Linked DNA regions of Sus scrofa: region 1 is linked to region 2. Evidence: chromatin contacts called from public Hi-C data. All regions are on one chromosome and are shown on one strand. Each heading gives the region's core, a stretch centred on a gene start, on an enhancer-like site or on the middle of the called end of the contact. The rest is flanking DNA. Distances are from core to core; before and after follow the strand shown.

Region 1 (5,242 bases), core at 2,629-5,128, 63 kb before region 2:
GCGTTGCTGTGGCTCTGGCGTAGGCCGGTGGCTACAGCTCCGATTCAACCCCTAGCCTGGGAACCTCCATATGCCGCAGGAGCGGCCCAAGAAATAGCAACAATAACAACAACAACAACAACAAAGACAAAAGACAAAAAAAAAAAAAAAAGTTGATTTTTATTTTTTTATTTTTAGGGCCGCACACACAACATATGGAGGTTCCCAGGTTAGGGGAGCAATCGGAGCTACAGCTATCAGCTTACCCCACAGCCACAGCAACGCCAGATCCAAGCCACCTCTGCGACCTACACCACAGCTCATGGCAACACCAGATCCTTAACCCACTGAGCGAGGCCAGGGATCGAACCCACAACCTCATGGTTCCTAGTTGGATTTGTTTCTGCTGCACCACAACGGGAACTCCCAGAAAGGCTGCATTTTTCAGGAACACTTATAAACTGAAAAGGCCCATGAAAACACATGAGAGTGATAGGAGGGGAAAAGGAGGAGGGCTCTGGAGCAGCAAAGGGAATACATGGAAAAGGGAGAGGACGAAAGCTCACGCAGGAGTGAAGTGAAAGTGCTGGTGGGGGGACTGACATGAGCCCAGACAGGGAGACCCAGCTGGAGACTTCAGGGCCTGGCGGGGGCCTGAGCTGCAGTGCGGGATGGAGGGGGGTGACTGGACCTGTGGGAGATCAAGGAAGGAGAATCTACAGCATCTGGTGGTTGACAGGATGGGGGAAAGGGAGAGAGAGCAAGACATCAGGATGGTACCCAGGTTTCTGGGTGGATGACCAGGCCAACAGTGCCCAGCCCCCTGCCGCCAGAGTGTCCCTTGCAACCTGGAGCGGGTCTGCAGAAGGATGACTTTGATCCAGACGTAGTGAAGCAGGGCTTGTGCGCCATGCTGGTGGAGACATCCCCCACATGCTGGCTGTATGCAGTGGAGCTCGACAGAGGGCTCGCAGATGGAAACAGGTTTTGGATCCATCTGTGCACAGGTGTGAGCTGAGCTTCCCTGGGTGAGTGTGCAGAGCTGAAGGCCTGAGGAGCACCTCCATCTAAGCTCCTGCTGGGGATGAGGAACCCGTGAATCTGACCACACGATCATCCCCCAGTAAATGTAGGCCAAGGCCATCTGGATTCTGGGCCTAAGAGAGAGTCGGAAATGGGGTGGTCCTATTGCATAACCCTGTCCATGGCCAAGAATGTTCACAAGCTTTGCCTCGTTGGAGTCTCACAGGAGCCGCATGGAGCTATGGGGAAGGCAGGCAAGCTTCACTGCCCACATTCCACAGATGAGGACGGGGCTCAAAGATGGGTAGGTCTTGTCCAGGATCACAAAAGGGAATCAATAGAAATGTGGATTCCAGAGCCCCCCAATTCCCATGCCTGAGCTCTTTCCAACCAGAGACACTGCTGCCAGAAGCCAGGTCTGGAGTAGCTTTGACAGCAGCTGCCACCTTCTGGGTCTGGGAGGTCTTGAAGCACAATGGAGGCCGATAGGTTCAGTTATTGGCCCAGGGCCCCAAGTAATCTCCAGTTGGCTTCCCCAGGCCAGGGATCAAATCCACGCCATAGCTGCAACCTGCACCGCAGCTGAGCAACTCAGGATCCTTAACCTACTGTGCCACACATGGGAACCTCCAGGAATCAAATTTTTATTTTTTATTTTTATCTTTTTTGCCATTTCCAGGGCTGCTCCCGCGGCATATGGCGGTTCCCAGGCTAGGGGTCTAATCGGAGCTGTAGCTGCCGGCCTACACCAGAGCCACAGCAACTCGGGATCCAAGCCTCGCCTGCAACCTACACCACAGCTCATGGCAATGCCAGATCCTTAACCCAGTGAGCAAGGCCAGGGATCGAACCTCAACCTCATGGTTCCTAGTCAGATTCATTAACCACTGAGCCACGACAGGAACTCCGAGGAATCAAATTTTTAAATGGAAGCAGAAGGACTGTGTAGGCTCTGTGTGCAAGAAGGGAAAGGATAAGGAAGAGGAGAATAAGAAGGGGACCTTTAGGGAGCAGACTGGAGAGGGAAGTGGATTTGATTTGCATTTCTTGAATAATCAGTGATGTTGAGCATTGTTTCAAGTGCTTGTTGGCCATTTGTATATCTTCCTTGGAGAAATGTCTATTCGGGTCTTTTGCCCATTTTTCCATTGGGTGGTTGGCTTTTTTGCTGTTGTATAAGTTGTTTGTATATTGTAGAGATTAGGCCCTTGTCATTTGCATCATTTGAAACTATTTTCTCCCATTCTGTACGTTGTTGGAGAGGGAAGTGGCAAAGGAGATTTGGATTTGGAGGAAAGGGAGCATTTGGACCAGGTGTTCTGCTGGGTGTGGGCGAAGTAGAAGGGAAAAGACACAGTCTTGGCTCTGGAAGGCTCATGGCCCTTCATGTGTCATTGTTAGCCCTGCTGTCTGTCTCATCCTCATATCAAATAATGAGCAAGCCTGCCAGCTCTGCTTCTGGGCTTTAGATCTCTTTTCTTCCCTGGCTTCTCACCAGCACCCTCCTTGTCCATCTCTTAACCCAGCCTCCCCCATCCATCCTTCACCTGGCAACCCAGGCCTTCCTAAAAAAATTTGCCCTCAGATCTGAGAGGGGCTCACTCTTCTCTGCAGGATAATGGGCTGCAGGGCAGTCAGCCTTTTTCTTAACTCTTGCAGTATCCAGCATGCGGGCTGTTGCCCACCCCCATGTCTCTGCACATGGCTCCCACTGCCTAAAATGCCCAACTTCCCTGCAGCCCTCATCTGTCTGCAGAGACCTACCCCATCTCTGCTCTTAGGTCTGCATCACCTCCTCTGTGAAACCTGCCCGAATACCTCAGGGATTGTCAAGTCCCTGTGCCTCCATCGTGCAGGCTTGTGACCAGCCCAGGTGAGATAGGTCTGCTGCCTACCTGTTCTTCCTTCTAGATCAGGCTATAAGCTCCTCAGAGCATAGCACCCAAGGCAGGGTCCAGCAGTCATTTACTGGGTAACTCAGTGACTGTAGGAAGGCACACCTGGCCCAGAGGACTTGTTTCCATCTCTGCTGTGTAGGCTGGGGTAGGGGCGGTTAACTTCAGAAAGAGTCTGATCACATCCCCCCTTTTCTCATAGCTCTCCAAAAGGGAGTTCCCCGGTGGCTTACGAGGTTAAGGATCCAGCAATGTCACCACTGTGGTTACTGCTGTGGGGTGGGTTTGAGTCTTGGTCCAGGAATTTCCGCATGCCAAGCGTGCCCCCCAAACAAACAAAACCAAAAACTCTCTGAAAGGTCTCACTGCACACTGCACTCTGAAACCCAAGGAAAACCCGAGCTTGCAGAATCTCAGCCTATTATCCCTCCCACCTACCTTTTGCTCACACTCTTTGCTGCAACCACCACCCCAGCCCTCTCTGTTCCCTCCATGGGGAATGCTCTTCCCTAGAAAAACCCTGGCCATTCCCAGGCCTCTTTCTTTGCTTTTGAATGCCTGACACCCTGTTTAACACTTTTCTTCAACAATTCTGGCTACCACCTGACAAACTCTCAGGTTTTGTCTGTCTCTCCCTCTGCCTTATCATCTAGAGGGGAGGGATTATACCTGCTTTGTCCAGCACTGTACACCCAGCGACTAGAACAGCCCTGAAACACAGAAGGGGCTTAGGAATAGGTGCTGACTGACTGAATGAGTAAATGAAGTGATAGTATTGTGAGGCCCTGGGCTCATCCACGACCCCAAAATTATTCTTGAGGGCAGGGCAGCAGCATGACTGAGGGGTGGGACGGGCCAGCAACTTGCCCGGGGTTTGGGGATGGGGGGCGGGGTAGAGTGGGAAGGGTGGAGTCGGGTCGGCCACGCCCCCAGCAGAGCGGAACGCGAGGCCAGCGGGCCGGCGCCGCCCGGAAGATTGAAGGAAGAGCACCCGCGCCGCCGGAAGTAGCCGAGTGGTTCTCAGCGCCTAGACCGTGGCGGTGGGACAGAGGGCTGCCATGGAGCGCCCAGAGCTGGGGGCCAGTTCAGACGACGCTATGGACTCGTTTCTGGAAAAGTTTCAGAGCCAGCCTTACAGCGGCGGCTTCCACGAGGACCAATGGGAGGAGGTGGGTGGGCCCGGGGTCTCCGCACGTGTGTGTGTGTGTGTGTCTCGTGGGGGGCGGGGGGCGTCGTCAGAACTCCTGGGGCCTCCTCTGTCCCGAAGGTGCCTCCCTCGCCACTTCTAGCGCTGCCGGAGGATAGATGGTTTCTACTTGAGTGTGAAAAATCGGCCTCTGCGTTTCCAGGGTCTTCTTAAGCTGCAAATACATTTAGGCGTGCAGGTTTTGGGGTCAGACACCGGTGGTTCTACTTACTGGCTGTTACTTACTTCACTTATCTGAGCCCGTCTCCTCATTTGTAAAATTCCCCTAACTCGAGCACCAATCTCTAGAGTTGCGGCGAAGCTAAAGTGAGAGGGTGGGGAAAGTGCCGGGCACATGAGTGCTCAACTCATGATGATTATTACTGCTTTTGTAAGAATGTGAGAACTGAAGGATCTTTAGGGGTTTTCTACTCTCTTTCACAGGTAGGAAACTGAGGCCTGGCTAGGAAGAGATAGAGCCAATCATGATGATTTGCAAATCATGATGAGAAAACTTTGATGTAGGAACATGGAATTGGATCTATTCGGGAGGAAATCCTATTTGTACAGTTCATTCTTCTCTTCTAGGAATTTGAAAAGATCCCCCTATTTATGAAGAAAGCACCATCAGAAATTGATCCCAAAGAGAATCCTGACTTGGCTTGCCTCCAGTCAATTATTTTTGATGAAGAACGATCTCCAGAAGGTATCTTCAAAGACTCTAACATTTGTTTTGCTTCTCCATTAAATTGAGATAAAGCGTGAGTCAGAAAGGTTCTGATTGATAACAAGAAGTAGTTAGCCTAAGCTAATGTGTCACTATTATTGCGGATATACTTCTTTGGATACCTGCTAAACACTAGCCATTGGGGATTTGGGAGAAAGGTCATATTCCAATGGATGGACAAATCTTCCTAAAGCATCAGGACAGCTGTGTGTGATCAGGGCAAACCTAGCAATATTCTCGGAGCTGCCGGAACACCTGGTGCTGCCCGGGGAGATAGGAATGGGCTTTCAGTGGATTGAAAATTTGAACTGAATTGTAACAATTTTATAGGCTCTTGGCTAGGGTGATGAGGGGGAATTTGCATTGCAGGAAATCAAACAACATACACAAAAGCAGAAGTGTAATTTCCCCCTATTTCTTCAGTAATTAAAA
Region 2 (4,759 bases), core at 1,176-3,675:
GCTGGTCCCCTCTGGCCTCCTCGGACCCTTGCCCTCTCGTGCTCCAGCTGCAGCACTAAAACACAGTCCCCTCTGCATAGAATGCTCCTCTCCCCCTCGCGTACTGACGTCTACTCACCCTCCAGGCCTCAGGAGTGCTACCCTGTCGTCTGGGATACCTTTCTGGACCCACGTCCCATACCCCAAAGACCAGTTTCTCCCGTGGGAGCACCCCTCTCCCCCATGGAACACCAATCAGTCTTTGGAGTTACTGCTCCTTTGGCCGCTGGTCTTCCTCCAGGCACTCGGCTGTGCATGCAAGGGCCATATCTCACTTGCTTGTCACATAGAGGGGCTTACTAGACACTGTCTACTGAATGAGCGTGTAGCTTTCTGGATAATTTTATTATTTTTTATTATTATTTTTATTTTTTCTTTTTAGGGCCGCACCACGACATATGGAAGTTCCGTGGCTAGGGATCGAATCAGAGCTGTAGCTGCCAGCCTACACCACAGCCACAGCAACTCAGGAACCAAGCTGAATCTGCGACCTACACCACAGCTCATGGCAACGCAGGATCCTTAACCCAATGAATGAAGCCAGGGATCGAACCCGCATCCTCATGGATACTGGTCGGGTTCATAACCTGCTAAGCCATAACGGGAGCTCTGATTTTATTTTTTTTAGGCAAGAAATAGATTTATTAAGACAGAATGCTTGTGAGGGATATAAGCAGGTGGGCAGGCAAAGAAGCTCTGCCTGATTTTATAAAATATTTACACATTCCTAAGGGCAGCACAATATCCCACTGATTAAATCAAAAACAATTCCTGGAGTTCCATCATGGCACAGCAGAAACGAATTCAACTAGGAACCGTGAGGCTGTGGGTTCGATCCCTGCCTCGCTCAGTGGGTTAGGGATCCAGCATTGCCGTGAGCTAAGGTGTAAGTCGCAGATGCCACCCGGATCTGGCGTTGCTGTGGCTGTGGCGTAGGCCGCAGCTATAGCTCCAATTGGACCCCTAGCCTGGAACCTCCATACGCTGAGGGTGCAGCCCTAAAATGACAAAAGACAAAAAAAACAAAAAAACAATTCTCTGGGGAGTTCCCGTGTGGTTCAGTGGGTTACAAACCCAACTAGTATCTACGAGGATGCAGTTCAATCCCTGGCCTCACTCAGTGTAGGCTGCAGACATGGCTCAGATCCCAAGTTGCTGTGGCTGTGTAGGCCCACAGCTGCAGCTTTGATTTGACCCCTAGCCCAGGAACTTCCATAGGCTGCAGGTGTGGCCCTAAAAAGAAAACAAAAAAACAAAAATGATTCTTCAGAGTTACCAATTTTTTCTGTTATAACATAATCTACAATAAACAGAAGGGTTTCTTGTTACATATTTGGGAGAGATTTTCAGGAATGAATTACTGAGTCAAAAAGTATATAAACCCTTTCAAGGTTCTTGATTTATTGCCGAATAAAACGAGCACCTCTAATCTCCAGCATATCCTCATGGAGCAAAGCTCTCCAGCCTTATGCCGAGAATGGGTTACTGACTCCCCTCAGCTCTGGGAAGGTCAAATTCCCCAGGTGGTTCCCTCCAGCTTTCAGCGGCTTCACATCCCACAGCTGGTCCACTCCAACCTCAAGCAGCTTCATCTATTTCCCCCGGGCACTGTACAAACAGTATCATTTCCTATGTGGCCTATGACCTGAAAAAGGATGGGAGCCCTAACGTGACTGAGTAGAAAAGTGCAGACTCGGGAGGCAGGGCATGCTGGTTCACTCCTGGCACCACCACTTAAGGCCCCACCTCAGGCCCGTGGCCCAAACCAGAAACACCTTCCCCTTGATTCCTCTCCAAGTAAATGAGTCTGTCTGTAAGATTTCTTTCATGTGCACGCCCTTCTTTCCGTCTCTCACCTTCCTTCCCAACTCGGGTTTGGAAGTCCCTCAATACAGCCTGCTACATTCCGGTAGCCCCGTGGATCTGAAATTCAAGCAAGCATCCGAATCATCTGGAGGGCTTATTAAACACTGATTATGGGGCCTCATCCCTAGAGTTTCTGATTCATTAGGTCTCGGAGATTTCTAACAAATCCTCAGTTACAACGACCCGAGGCAGACAAGGGAGGAAGTCCTGCCCCCATTTCACAAGGGAGGAAACAGACTAGGAGACAAGCATAATCCAAGAGTTTCAGTGACTGTGACCCAGCCCCAATCCAAGGACCGGAGGCACGTGAGAAAACGGACGCCAGGGTTCTAGGTCTCGGCGTCCAGGACCGAGCGCAGTCTTTGTTCCGCAGCCTCCCGCCCTTCCCTCAACCCTCAGCCCTCGCTGTCACCCATGCTCACCAGGTTTACTCCCTGCCAACTCGGCCCGCGCGGCGACCGCCGTGCCCGACCAGCGCGCGTGCGCCGGGGGCGTATCCACGTCAAACTCCGCCTCCTGTCCTTACCGCCAATCACAAAGCCGTGCTCGGGGGACTGGCCCCACCCCACGCTAGAGGTTTGCAGGAAACTTAGCCGCGGAGAAAGAACATGCTCGTAGATTGGCCTGGGCAGCAATAAGTAAATCACCATCCGGGAAGTGCCCTCTAGGATTTAGGGAGGTGTAACTCTATGATCAAGGCCAATTTCCCAGGTTTTGAGCCTAAAGTTCCCACCCACTGCCAGGGCCCGCCCCACTCTCGGAATAGGAGACCCGCCTTGGATGTTGTAACTATGACAACAGCGGGCCAAGCGAGTTTGAATCTATCCTGCGATTTTACAGGCTTTCAATTTAAATAAATTAAAAAGTTTAAACAGTGGAAATGAAGCACCTTTATTTCATCTTTAAGACACTAAGACAAACTTTTATTCACAAAATATTTTTTGAACAGCTGCCGTGTCCCAGCCCCTTGAAGAAACGGGGAATGGTGAACAAAACAGACAGGGTTCCCTGCATTCAGTGTAGCTTACATTCTAGTCAATAAATCAATACAGTGAAAGTTAAAGGGAGGCCAAAGATCTCAGGGGTCAAGATAAGTGGTATTTTAATGCAATTAAGTTTTTAAAAATAATGCAAAAACTCCATGATGCACAAATGGTCAAAATTTTATGTAAAGACAGGACCCATTAGTCAGATGGTGTTAAATACTGTGAAGAAAAATTAATTAGACAAGGGAAAGCATTGGCGGTCTGTGGTTGCCATTTAAAATAAAAGGATCAAGGAAAGTCTGATGGAGTAGGTGACAGTTTAGCAAAGACCTGAAGGAGCTGAGAGGGCCTTGCAGATATGGGGGGGGGGAAAGAATGTTCTAGACACAGAGAACAAAAAGTGCCAAACGCCCTGAGGTGGGAGCTGTGTATCATATGACGCTACCTAACTGGTAACCGCTATAGTTTATTCAGCGCCTAAAATGTACACGACCCAGTGCAAGACCCTGGTGGTTCTGATACTGGCCCCAAGAAGCTCTCAGCCCACCAGGATCTGCCAGGAAAAATACTGTGTGATCCGTGGTGTAATAGGGTGGGCTGAGGGGGCTGAGAACAGTCCTCTAGGAATGCTGGGAAAGAGGGCTTCCCTGAGGAGGTGAGCTTCAAGCCGACCCTGAAGGATGAGTGGAGGTTAGCAACACAAGAATGGCAGTGGGAGGGGATTGGAAGGTCCAGGACACACGCAGGCCCTGAATCAGGAAATGATGAGCCAGTGTGAGGGGCGTGGGATGGGGTAGGGTTTACATCTTTGTTTCCCTCCGCTCCCAACACCGTGCCTGATAAACAAACCAAAGCAGTGGTTCTTAAACTTGACCGCACTGGGAATCGCTCGGTCCCAGCCCCACGATGCTGGTCTTTGATCTGGGGTGGGCCTGGGCATCAGTACTTTAGACTCCTCCTTGATCCTAACATGAAGCCTGGGCTCGATCCCTGGCCTAGAAGAAGGGCTTCAGATAGCCTGGTGCAGGGAGGGGAGATGGGAGACGCATGTCATCGTCCTGGTCTTACAGCCGAGAAAAATACAGCTTGGTGGGCTCCATGACTGGCATCTGCTCACCAGCTGGAAGGTGGGGCAGAACCTGGGCTGGACCTGAGCGCTTCTGCTCTAAGAGCATCATTCAGCCACTGCAGCCCAGCTCTGTGCTCTGGGCTTTCCCCAAAGAAGGCAGTCCCCAAGGTCCCCATGCCTCCTCTCTAGAGACAAAAGGAGAAAAATCTTCAGGATCCAACGCAGCCTTAGACTTCTCCTGGCTCTTTATGCACTTTCTTACATCCCTTCCAATCCTGGAAGAGCCAGGCATCCTTCCTCTGCACCCTGAGGTGTTAATTATTTCTCAATTAGTAGTTCCTGGCTCTAGAGCATAGTGGTGTGGAGAGGCCTAATGACTTGCCATGTTTATACACCCCCACATCTTCAGAGCACTTTACCAATGGTAACTAATTAGTGCTCACGACCCCCTTGGGAGGTAAGCCGAGAACTGCTGCCTTTTGCCGAGAGTTCGCAGGAGGCTCTGCAGACGGGAGCTGCAGGGTCCCCTCAAGCCAGCCATGGTCACAGTAGATTTGCTCCTCACTGAGAAAGTCCAGGGTGGTGGAGACCAGAATATAGTCCTCTCACTGCCAGTAACTTCCTGGGTGACCTTTCAATCAATTCATTGATCAGCCATTTATTGAGTGCCTTGAATTATAGAGTTCATTTATGATTAAAACCTCACAAGTCTCCTGGAGTTCTTGTTGAGGCTCAGGGCGTTAAGAACCTGACCTATTATCCGTGAGGATGTGGGGTCAACCCCCAGCCCTGCTCAGAG

Evidence for each region. A called contact is a pair of places that touch in the nucleus more often than the background predicts.
Region 1: a contact with region 2 is called in a Hi-C map of skeletal muscle, with 7 times the contacts expected there. The contact joins the promoter of TTC4 here to the promoter of PARS2 in region 2. A contact is called at or near these places in 4 of 47 Hi-C or Micro-C datasets (heart right ventricle, liver and skeletal muscle).

Annotation. Positions count from the first base shown.
Region 1 is chr6:157,650,312-157,655,553 of Sscrofa11.1, reverse strand. TTC4 (tetratricopeptide repeat protein 4) reads left to right here and starts at 3,878. Exons shown (of 10, transcript XM_003127973.4): 1 at 3,878-4,066; 2 at 4,672-4,789. The coding sequence starts at 3,956.
Region 2 is chr6:157,586,651-157,591,409 of Sscrofa11.1, reverse strand. It overlaps PARS2 (probable proline--tRNA ligase, mitochondrial), which reads right to left and starts at 2,425. Exons shown (of 4, transcript XM_003127972.3): 1 at 2,328-2,425.